Regions from separate parts of the Pan troglodytes genome. Here region 2 is linked to region 1. Evidence: chromatin contacts called from public HiChIP or PLAC-seq data. All regions are on one chromosome and are shown on one strand. Each heading gives the region's core, a stretch centred on a gene start, on an enhancer-like site or on the middle of the called end of the contact. The rest is flanking DNA. Distances are from core to core; before and after follow the strand shown. Region 1 holds the start of LOC101058317. Region 2 holds the start of INSIG1 (insulin induced gene 1).

Region 1 (4,820 bases), core at 111-2,610:
CCTCCACCTCCCAGGTTCCAGCAATTCTCCTGCCTCAGCCTCCCGAGTAGCTGAGACCACAGGCGCCCGCCACCACGCCCGGCTAATTTTTGTATTTTTAGTAGAGATGAGCCTTCACCATGTTGGCCAGGCTGGTCTCGAACTCCTGACGTCAGGTGATCCACCCGCCTTGGCCTCCCAAAGTGCTAGGATTACAGGGGTAAACCCGGCCTTGAAGTCTCTTTACCCTAAAGTTACAGGGCAAAAAGAGTCCAAAAAGTTGTTACTAACATACAAGGACGAACCTCAAGAAGGCCAAGATCACTCAGCCTTCTACAATTCCTTCTACACCATCCAAGTTTATCTGCGAAATATGAGTCTCCGCCCTTCCAGGCCTAACTCTGGTCACAGGGGATCCCCATCCTCCAAGGTGGGGGCCACTGATGTCACACCCAAGGCAACATTACTGTACAGTTAAACTTTTAAGAAGGAAATATTTTGAAGATTAACCTGAAGAGGATATTCAACTAAGATGCATTCCTACCACGGACTGATAACTGTGTGACATCAAACAGATATATTATTATAGGAATACTAAGGAAAACCCACAATATCCCTTGGCGTGAGCCCAAACTACACAAAATTAAATGTGTAATGTGATAGTGTTACCAGGGTACCGTAAAATTAATCGTCCAAGTGGGAAAATCAAGGAAGACGAATGCCAGCCCCCACGTGCAGGGACACAGGGTGGAAGGGAGCCCTCCTCAGCCCCGCACAGGACGGCAGCTGCCCGGGTGGCGGAGGCGGCCAAGCCGGTGCACGGCCACGACCCCCGCCGGCCGAGCGAGGCTGGGGTCCCCGCGCGAGCTGCCCCGGCTGGGGATCCCGGCGCCCCTCGTCCGCCCTCGGAGCTGCTCTCCCGGGAGCCGAGACGCCCGGCGCGGGGAATGGGGAGACGCGACCCCGCGCCCGTCCCGCTCAGCAAAGGAGCAGAGAACGAGGCGGCCCGGTGGGTGGGGGGCGGCGACCCCAGGGCCGCAGGCCGGGGGGTCAGGGCGCGCACTAGGGGCCGAGGTACAGAGCCCCAGGCGCCCCGGCCGCCCTCCCTCCCGCACTCCCCCGGGCCCCGGCCTCCCGCGCCCACCCCGCGGTCGCCCCTGCCCTCAGCGCAGTCAGGCCAGCGGCCTCGGCGGACCCGACGCTCTGCGCCCGGCGCGCGCCCGCGGCAGGAGCGGGGACGGGGACGGGGACGGACGGGGACGCGGACGGGGGAGGAGGCCGCGGCAGGGGCGGGCGCGGTACCTGCGGGTCGATGTCGCCCACCGCGTAATACTTGACCTCCCTGAACATCTCCTCAGGAACTTTGGGCGCCTGGTCCGACATGATCGCGGCGGCCCGGGAGGCTCCGCGGCGGCGCCCGGCCCCGCCCACCCCCCGCCCCCGGCCCCCGCGGCGCCCGGCGCCCCCACTCGCCCCGCCAACGGCCCTGCCCGCGCAGCCCAGGCCCGGTCCTGCGAATCGGGGTCCGCTCCCCCGCCCTCCGCGCCCCCGCCCGCGCCCGCGCCGAGCGCCCGAAGCGCGGGAGCCGCGCGCGCCCTGCGGGACGCACCATCCCGCCCCGGCCACCGAGGGGGAGCGCCGAGGAGCCGCCCGGCCTCCAGTGACGCCGCGCGCCTCTGCCGCCACCCACGGCTCCGGGGTAGCTGGCGCCTGCCAGCCCGCTCTGGCCCTTGCGGTTCCATGGCCGCCGCTCTGCAACGAGCGGGCCCCGAGGACGAGGGGAAACCCGCTCCCCCCTCGGCGGGGCCGGAGTGAGCCGGTCCCGGGGAGGAGGGGAGCTGGCAGGCCCCTCCCGTCGCCACATGCGGCTGCTCGGGGGCGGCGCATGCGCGCGGCGGAGGGGGTGGGGCCTTGGGGCCGCGAGTGGGAGCGGGAGCGGGAGCGTTTCTGCGGCCTCCTCGGGCTTGTTGGCCCTGGGCAGAGTGGGGTTGGGTGTCCCGGCTGTTCGCAGTGGCCGCGAGTGCAGCCGGACCTGCAGTAGTACCTGAGCCGCTCTGGCCGAGCAAGGTACGGGGCCCGGGTCTACACCGCGCTGGACCCGGCTATGCCGTGACGGAATTCCCGAGGCCGTAGCGCCACGCGAGACGCGCACTGGTGGCCTCCGCGGCGAGTCCTGGGGTCTCCGCAAGGCCTCAGCGCCCGAGCTGGGGACGTGCTGGGGGGAGGCCCGGCCCCGTCGCTGCCCGAGGCCCCGCTGTCCCGGCCGGACCGGCCTGGTCCCTGGCGTCCTGTCGGGTCGGCGCTGGAGGAGAGTCCCAGACAGCAGAGCCCGCGGTGCAGCTCCAGCCCCGGGAAGCCCCGCGCTCAACAGGTTAATACTACACAGCGGCGATTCTAATGGTCACGCTTTTATTTACAGCTCGCCTCCCTTCCGCCAAGATTCACAGAACACGGCAGAGTGGCCTCGGGATCACCTGCCCAAGACACCTGCACGACCGGAAGTTGGGAGAAGAAATAAGGCCATGATGACGAACGCAGCCTTTCTCGTTTATTTCCAATCCCACAACAAACCGGAGTCCAGGAACTCATGGGTGATTATCGGACTATTACCTAGTCGTAAAACTGTGGAGCATTGGTGTCTAAAGGAATCTGAGACAGACCCGCAGTGTCTCCCCCACATGCCTTAAGTCACTTCTGCCAAGCAGAAAATCATTTTTAAGTAAATGTTAGTGAAATTGGTTTTAAAAAAGAGAAGGGGCCGGGCGCGGTGGCTCACGCCTGTAATCCTAGCCTTTAGGAGGCCGAGGTGGGCGGATTGCCTGAGTTCAGGAGTTCGAGACCAGCCTGGGCGACACGGTGAAACCCCCGTCCCTACTAAAATACAAAAAATTAGCCGGGCGTGGCGGCACGCGCCTGTAATCCCAGCTACTCAGGAGGCTGAGGCAGGAGAATGGCTTGAACTCGGGTGGGGGAGGTTGCAGTGAGCCGAGATCGCGCCGCTGCACTCCAGCCTGGGCGACAGAGCGAGACTCCGTCTCTGAAAAAAAAAAAAACGAGAAGGCTTTCAAAATTACTCTGCGGTACACTAATTTAACAGATTAGATCACTCTCCAGGCTTTAAGTTGGTCTTTGTTCTACCCTTTTTTTAGTGTATGATAAAAGTTGTGTTGGTTCGTTGATCAGCATGCAATGAACTCTGGCTCTTGTTAATCAGGTGAATACAGTTTTGTCCTTACATTTGTATGTATGTCATGAGTGGTTTTGTATGGGCAGGAGGTAAATAACGCACATTTACATATACTTAATGATTTATCATTCCAATGTTTTCTGGTTGTTTTAGTCTTTCATTTGTCTCTTGAACAATCTGAAACATCCCTATTCTAAGGCTAAAAAATTTCCTTTACAAACTTAGGTTAAACATTCCTAATCTGAAATCCAAAATGCTCTAAAATTCGAATTTTTTTGAGTGCTGACGTGACCCCACAAATGGAAAATTCCACACTTGCCCTCATGTGACACTGGGTGACAGTCAAGTCACAATCAAGCCTGGTGTGGTGGGCACCTGTAGTGCCAGCTACTCGGGAGGTTGAGCAGGAGGATTGCTTGAGCCCAGGAGTTTGAGTCCAGCCTGGACGATATAGCCAGACCCTGTCTGTAAAAAAACAAAAACAAAAACAAAAAAAACAACATTTTTTTTAAAAAACGCCATCAAAACTTTGTTTCATGCACAAAATTATTTAAAATATATAATATAACCTTACCTTCAGGCTATGTGCGTAAGGTAAGGTGTATGTGAAACAAATGAATTTCTCATTTAGACTTGGGTTCCATCCCCAAGATATCTTATTATGTGTATGCAAATATTCCAAATCAAAAATATCTGAAATACTTTTGTCCCAAGCATTTCAGATAAAGATTACTCAACCTGTAATAAAAACACTGAGTGCTTGCCTGAAGGAAAAACCAAGAATTTGTCATCCATCCTTAAATTTTTATGACACCCTTTGTAATCAGGAAACCTTTTAATACCTAAGAATATATTTGATATATTCTGGTATATGTTTATCATTCTGATGTTTAATGTTCTATGTTGGGCATATATCAGTGTAATAAATACATTAGATCCAAATACAGATCATGCCGCGTTTTTATCGACCTGTGTGAGAGAACTTATTTATCCTTTTCTTTTTCTTTCTTTTTTTTGAAACGGAGTCCCACTCTCACCCAGGCTGGAGTGCAATGGCGTGGTCTCGGCTCACTACAACTTCCACCCCCTGGGTTCAAGCGATTCTCCCACCTCAGCCTCCCAAGTAGCTGGGACTACAGGTGCGTGCCACCACACCTGGCTAATTTTGGTATTTTTAGTAGAGACAGGTTTTCACTATGTTGGCCAGGCTGGTCTTGAACTCCTGACCTTGTGATCCTTCTGCCTCGGCCTCCCAAAGTGCTGGGATTACAGGCATGAGCCATCACGCCCGGCCCTCCCTTTGATTTTCTTGGTTAAACACAGACTAAGCATGTGATTTTATGTTAAAAGACCTGAAGTGGACCTCAACCAGGTATTTTATTTTGTGAATTAAGAAAGCAATTTGCAATGTTCAAGAGAACAAGCTTACCCTACTTCAGGTTCTGATGGTAAGGCAAATTGTGGGATTAAGAAACCTGCTATTTAAGGCCAGCGTGGTGGCTCACCCCTATAATCCCAGCACTTTGGGAGGCCGAGGCAGGCAGATCACTGGAGGTCAGGAGTTCAACACCAGCCTGGCCAACATGGTGAAAGCCTGTCTCTACTAAAAACAAAAATTAGCTGGGCATGGTGGCGTGCACCTGTAATCCCACCT
Region 2 (5,625 bases), core at 27-2,526, 290 kb after region 1:
ACACGGCCCACGATTAGCAGGGAAACAAAATCAACAACAGCTTTGCTTGAGGATAAGCAAATTTCAACCCCTGAAAATCTTGGAATGTGGTTACTGATATGGAGGCTCGGTCTTCAAAGGGGGTATTCAAGGGGGTAAACTCAAACTCTCCCACTGTCTTTATCCCGGGCTGCATTTCTTCATGGGGCCAGACTCCACAGGCACCTGGGCAAACACACACTGGGAACGCAGTGACAATCTCTACCTACGACTCAGAGGCCACGCCGGAGGCCCTCAGCAGGAACCCCACGGGCAACCCTCCCACATTCCCACGGGACATCTTGGTCAGTGTAAGTGCAACAGCCACAGAGCCACAGGGTGCCTCTATGACTCCAGGATCTTCCATGGTTCATAATGTCCCAGTACAGATGAGAGGAGGGACAGAGTCAGAGAGGCTGGGTTGTATTAACACTGGTTTATTAGGTAGATAGGAAAAGAAGAATGAAGTCAATAGTCTTCAGCAAGCCAACTAGCTCAAGGAATAGATAGCCCCTTTCCATTCTGGAGACAACACAGAAATCTATTAATATTAAATATTGTCATGAGGTATGCACCTGCCCACAGGGGTATTATGATGGAAATACTGGGGTAGTCTGCAGGGCCAGGTACAAATGACGGGAAACAAAGCCAGAGAAACTGAAATACCTCTTGGACCCCAGAAGACAGATGTACTGATTTCTGGGATGTCAGGGGCCCAGTGCAGAGCAGCTGGATAGGTCGCGGCTACTGAGAGCACAGCGTCCTCCCTCAGCCCCTGCTCATCTGCACGGAGCAAAGCCGCAGCTTTCTCTGCTGTCAGCGCTTTATACGACTCGGATGTAGGCTCTGAGCGGGCACGGGCCCGCCCTCAGACGGCGACCCGAGGGGCAAACAGGATGGAGGCGCGCTCCCTTGGAGAACTGTGGTCTCGATTTTATCTGCTCCTGGGTGGTGCGGGTGGTTTGCTCTCCAGGCGTGAGCAAAGGCCACAAGGGGCCCGAAAAAATCACCCAAGGATGCAAGCCCGCCATTGCGCTGAGCAGGGTCCGGCCCCGCCGCCAGAGCCCGCGCCCCTCCAGGGAGGCCCGCGCGATCGAGACCCGCCGCCTCCCGGCCAGGCGCGGGACACCAGGCGAGGGGAGCCAGGAGCCGGGAGGGGCGGCGCCGGGCCCGCAACCCCACCCTGTCCTGCCTCCGCCTCCTCCCGGCAGGACCGTCCCCTCCCAGGCCCCAGCTCCGCGGCCGCCCACTCGCAGCCGGCCAGTCCCGCTCGGGCCCGCGTGCCCCGCAGCCGCCACGCGCCCCGCAGTCCCTGCCGAGGCTCCCGCCCGAGCGCGCGCGCGGGCCGGCGGTGGCGTGTGTGCACGTCATATGGGCCGCCGGCCTCCCATTGGTTGCGGCCGCCTCACCAGACCGCGTGCGGACGGGCTCGCGGGCGGGGCGGGGCAAACTCAGGCCACGCCCCTGGGCGGTGCGCGCAGGCGGCGGGTAGGCCGGGCAGGCTCACGTGATGCGGGCTCCGCGGCCCGCCATATAAACCCGCGCGCCCGCCAGGCGCTGCGGCCGCACTTGGGGCCGTCCCGGGCCGTGACTCCTCCTTTCCCCCGCCCCGCCTCCGTTCGGAGAGCCGGCGGGCGGGCGCCTCTCGGCCAGGTACGCGGCCGGCTGGGATAGGGGTCGCGGGCGGGCTTTGGTCGCGCAGCAGCCGGTCCTCCCCGGAGGTAGGCGGGCGCGGGCCCCGTTGGGTCTTTGGGACGCGGGTCCCGCTGGGGCCGGGGGTGCTGCTCGCTGTGAGCGCGGGTCCCGTCCGCCGCTGGCCCCGGGCGGGCGCCCGGGGCTCTAACCTGGGGGGCGGCGCTGCCGCCTGGCCCGGGTGCCGGGGTTCGCGTCCCGCGGGGCCTTCCTCGCTCTTTGTCTCTTCTGAGTGAACTTGATGACCCCCTTCTTCCAGGAAGCGCCTCTTGGACGCGGGTGACCGATGCCCAGATTGCACGACCACTTCTGGAGCTGCTCCCGTGCGCACAGCGCGAGGCGCCGAGGCCCCCCGCGAGCCAGCGCCGCGGGGCTGGCGGCCAAGGTTGGGGAGATGATCAACGTTTCCGTGTCCGGGCCCTCCCTGCTGGCGGCCCACGGTGCCCCGGACGCTGACCCCGCGCCCAGGGGCCGCAGTGCTGCGATGAGCGGCCCCGAGCCCGGCAGCCCCTACCCCAACACCTGGCATCATCGCCTGGTGCAGAGGAGCCTCGTGCTCTTCTCGGTTGGGGTGGTCCTAGCCCTGGTGCTCAACCTGCTGCAGATCCAGAGGAATGTCACTCTCTTCCCCGAGGAGGTGATCGCCACCATCTTTTCCTCCGCCTGGTGGGTCCCTCCCTGCTGCGGGACAGCAGCTGGTGAGTACCCCTCCTGGTTCTTCTGGAAGTAAAAAGGGTGTCTTTTCGGTTGAAAGTACTTTTCAGCCTATAAGAAACATGCATTTGAAACTGGAACTATCCACAGATTGAAAGTGTGCATCTCCAGTCTTGGGATTTAGAGAAATGAAGGAGGGGTAGAGAGGACCTGGCACCCCCGAGGGCGGGTTCGGGCCACAGCTCTCTGAAGTTTGAGGAAGCACAGTGATGGAGATGAGGCAGGGAGATAATTGGCTGTTCAAGCAGGTGCTGTGCCAAGCTGACTGAGGGCCCTTCCCTCCTGGCGTCCGGGTACAGCCCCAGCTGTCATCCCGCGCCAGCCGCCCCGGATTGGCCGCCTGGGGAACTGGTGAGCAGCGGGACTGAAAGGCCATTGGTCGCGGCAGCAAACATGCTACCCTGCTGGATAACTGAAAACAAACCCGTCACATGGGTTCAGGAGGCGGTTGCCAGGGGAGCAACTTCTCAGCACTTCCTTTTGCCGGGTCGCTGAGTAAACTGTGGTCTGAAGCCAAACCGTCTACCCCCTGAACTGTTAGAGCTCTGTAGATTACGTTCTTAAGGAAAAGAGTAACCCCCTTACGGCGTTTAGATTTTCGTACACCCAAGCAGTAGCATAGATGCTGTACAACGTAACACTGGGTCAGTCTGAACTGTGGACACGGGGACTGCTGGGTGTGTGTACTAGACTTTCCTGGCTATCATCGAACCGCTTTTATAGAAATGTTGAGTCGATCTAGGCTCAGCAGATCACTTACTGCTCCTGTAGTCACACAGCATTTGTTTATTTAACGAGCTTGTCGGGTGCTTTCTGCAACCTCAACTCTATAAGCTGTTGAAATGTTAATCCAAAAGTGAGCACCACAAGCCCCTATCCTTAAGCAGCTTAGAGTCTGGTGGGGAAAACAAACCAGTATGTCAGTGACTCCAGTGCAGTGCAGGGAGCATCCTGTTTGCTTTGTGGCTGACGTTTGTCAGCTGACTGCTGACCATAGGCTTCAGATGCTTTGCTATGTTCATTCCTTACAGCAATCCCATGTGTAGCTTCATTTATAGATGTGGAAACTGAATCACAGGTGAAGTCACATCCAAGGGTGCGCAGGTAGAAAGGGGCCAAGCCATCGTTGCTAACTGCTCCTGCTGCCTTGGTAGGTGTGTCTCCTGCACTGTGGAAACACATTGCCTCAGTTGACTCACTGAAAACAGCAAGCAGCAAAGAGGTTTGTAGCAGATTAACAGAGGGCTGTGTGTTCAAGAACTAGGACAGGTGTCTGTAATTATTAAGTAGTGGGTAGAATGTTTTCATATTTGTTCTCGGAGGGACGGGATCCTCTTTCGTTTTTCGAAACACTTTATGTGGCTGTACTAATTGAAAATTTTTTGAGAACTATATCTAGATTTAAAATTCCATGTTTCATATACATTTGGCAGAATAGTTTCTTTCCTTTAACCAAAACTTGATCTTAGAAATGAAATAGTTTAGCCTTCAGTATATGTAATTGGAGCCTCAAGGGTTTCTAGGAATATCTGGACAATTTCTCATACTCTCATATTCTACTTTTTTTTAAACCATCAGCCAAGAGCATAAGTAAAATTTTTCATAGTATGTTTTTTACCTATTTATTTATTAAGCTATAGTGAAGTAAAGTTAATTTGGGGGGTCCATTTTTCAGAACTCCAAAATTAGAACCTGATGAAGTATAATCAATTGAAAACTGAACATTTTTTATCTGAATGTTTGATGCAAACTGTGTTTCTTGTTTCTCAGTTGAACCTAAAATGTATATTTCTTTCATACTAGACTGAGGTGAAACAATTGCAGGGTTCTCAAGAGCCCTGGGACACAGTGACCCTTGTGTCCCAGCATCCAACCCCACGGGCCGGCACCCCACTCCCCCCTACAGACATTCATTCCTGCCTTCATCTTTGCCATTTTACTTCTTTTGGAATGCCATTCCTTCCCACCTGTCCAAATTCCAAGTTCGTGTCTATAAAGAATAACTATTCCAGACCACAGTGATCTCTTTCTCTGTGTCCCAGTTACATAATCCTTATAATTTTACACATGAGAAAACAAACATGCAGAGCCACGTCCCATCAGAGGGCAAGCTGGGATTTGAGGCTGAGTTTTCTCTTCTTGGTCTGGTGTTCTTTCCGCAGCTTGAGGCTTGACCATGCGGGAACCAGATGGAGAATAAGCGAAGCCTGTGTGGGGCTGTCTCGCCCCATACTTGCCCATGGGCATGTGTGCACAGTAGGTGCTCAGTGCCTTTTACAGAACATGCTAGAACCCCCGAAAATCAACTCCAGGGCCACTCTAGGAGCATGTGACCCAGACTGTCAAAGTCACATCAGCAAATATGTATCTCATCAGGTGCCCAACCCCAGTACTGGGTGGTGGCAGGAGTGTCAGATCTGTGATGTGACAGGGTGTGGACAGATGCTAACCTTTTTATTGTAAGATAGAAATCACACTGGATGAAAAGACAAGGTGAACTACATAGTCATTTACGTTCTGTGTGCTTTAGGCAAATGTGGATATTAAATATAAGGTTACATATTGCTCATATTAATATGAATAATCCCTGCTTGATTCCTTCCTGTGTTTACTGAGACATGTTCAACTACACTAAATAATAGTGATTTTTAAAAAACTTTTCTAAAGAGTACAATTTTGTGGGAGTGGTACTCAAAGAGAACAAGAATATAAAATCACTGAAGTTATAGCTGATAATTTTTTCTAGGAAAAGGACTGGTTTGAGTAATGTACTGTGTTACTAATGACCACGTTGAAATTCTGGAACTTGAATCTGCTGTATTCTAACATTGTCAACTTTTTTAAAACAGCTGTTGTTGGCCTACTGTACCCCTGTATCGACAGTCACCTCGGAGAACCCCACAAATTTAAGAGAGAATGGGCCAGTGTCATGCGCTGCATAGCAGTTTTTGTTGGCATTAACCACGCCAGTGCTGTATCCTTAATTTTCTGTGCTACGTCCAGAGTATCTTCTTAGGTTATATATTGAAGCGTTTTGTTTTGTTATATACTCAAATGACTCCATGTCATAATACAGACATGATGGTGGTACCTACCCATTTCAAATTACTAAAAAGAGAAAGAAGAATGGGGCTATCGATGACTTCCTAGTAAAATATATTGTTTTATGGTCAAAATAAATATATATTTATTTATATTTTT

The links. HiChIP or PLAC-seq counts read pairs in DNA pulled down with a chosen protein or histone mark.
Region 2: a contact with region 1 is called in an H3K4me3 HiChIP or PLAC-seq map of stem cell-derived excitatory neurons, with 20 times the contacts expected there. The contact joins the promoter of INSIG1 here to the promoter of LOC101058317 in region 1. A contact is called at or near these places in 1 of 7 Hi-C or Micro-C datasets (stem cell-derived neural progenitor cells) and 1 of 1 datasets of contacts at active chromatin or transcription factors (stem cell-derived excitatory neurons).

The regions. Positions count from the first base shown.
Region 1 is chr6:170,042,222-170,047,041 of NHGRI_mPanTro3-v2.0_pri, forward strand. It overlaps LOC101058317, which reads left to right and starts at 1,361. Exons shown (of 2, transcript XM_063815957.1): 1 at 1,361-2,046; 2 at 2,399-4,134. The coding sequence starts at 1,361. The coding sequence ends at 2,020. It overlaps PAXIP1 (PAX interacting protein 1), which reads right to left and starts at 1,418. Exons shown (of 21, transcript XM_054655398.2): 1 at 1,282-1,418. The coding sequence starts at 1,362.
Region 2 is chr6:170,331,856-170,337,480 of NHGRI_mPanTro3-v2.0_pri, forward strand. It overlaps INSIG1 (insulin induced gene 1), which reads left to right and starts at 1,277. Exons shown (of 6, transcript XM_001145726.8): 1 at 1,277-1,671; 2 at 1,970-2,408; 3 at 5,274-5,398. The coding sequence starts at 1,997.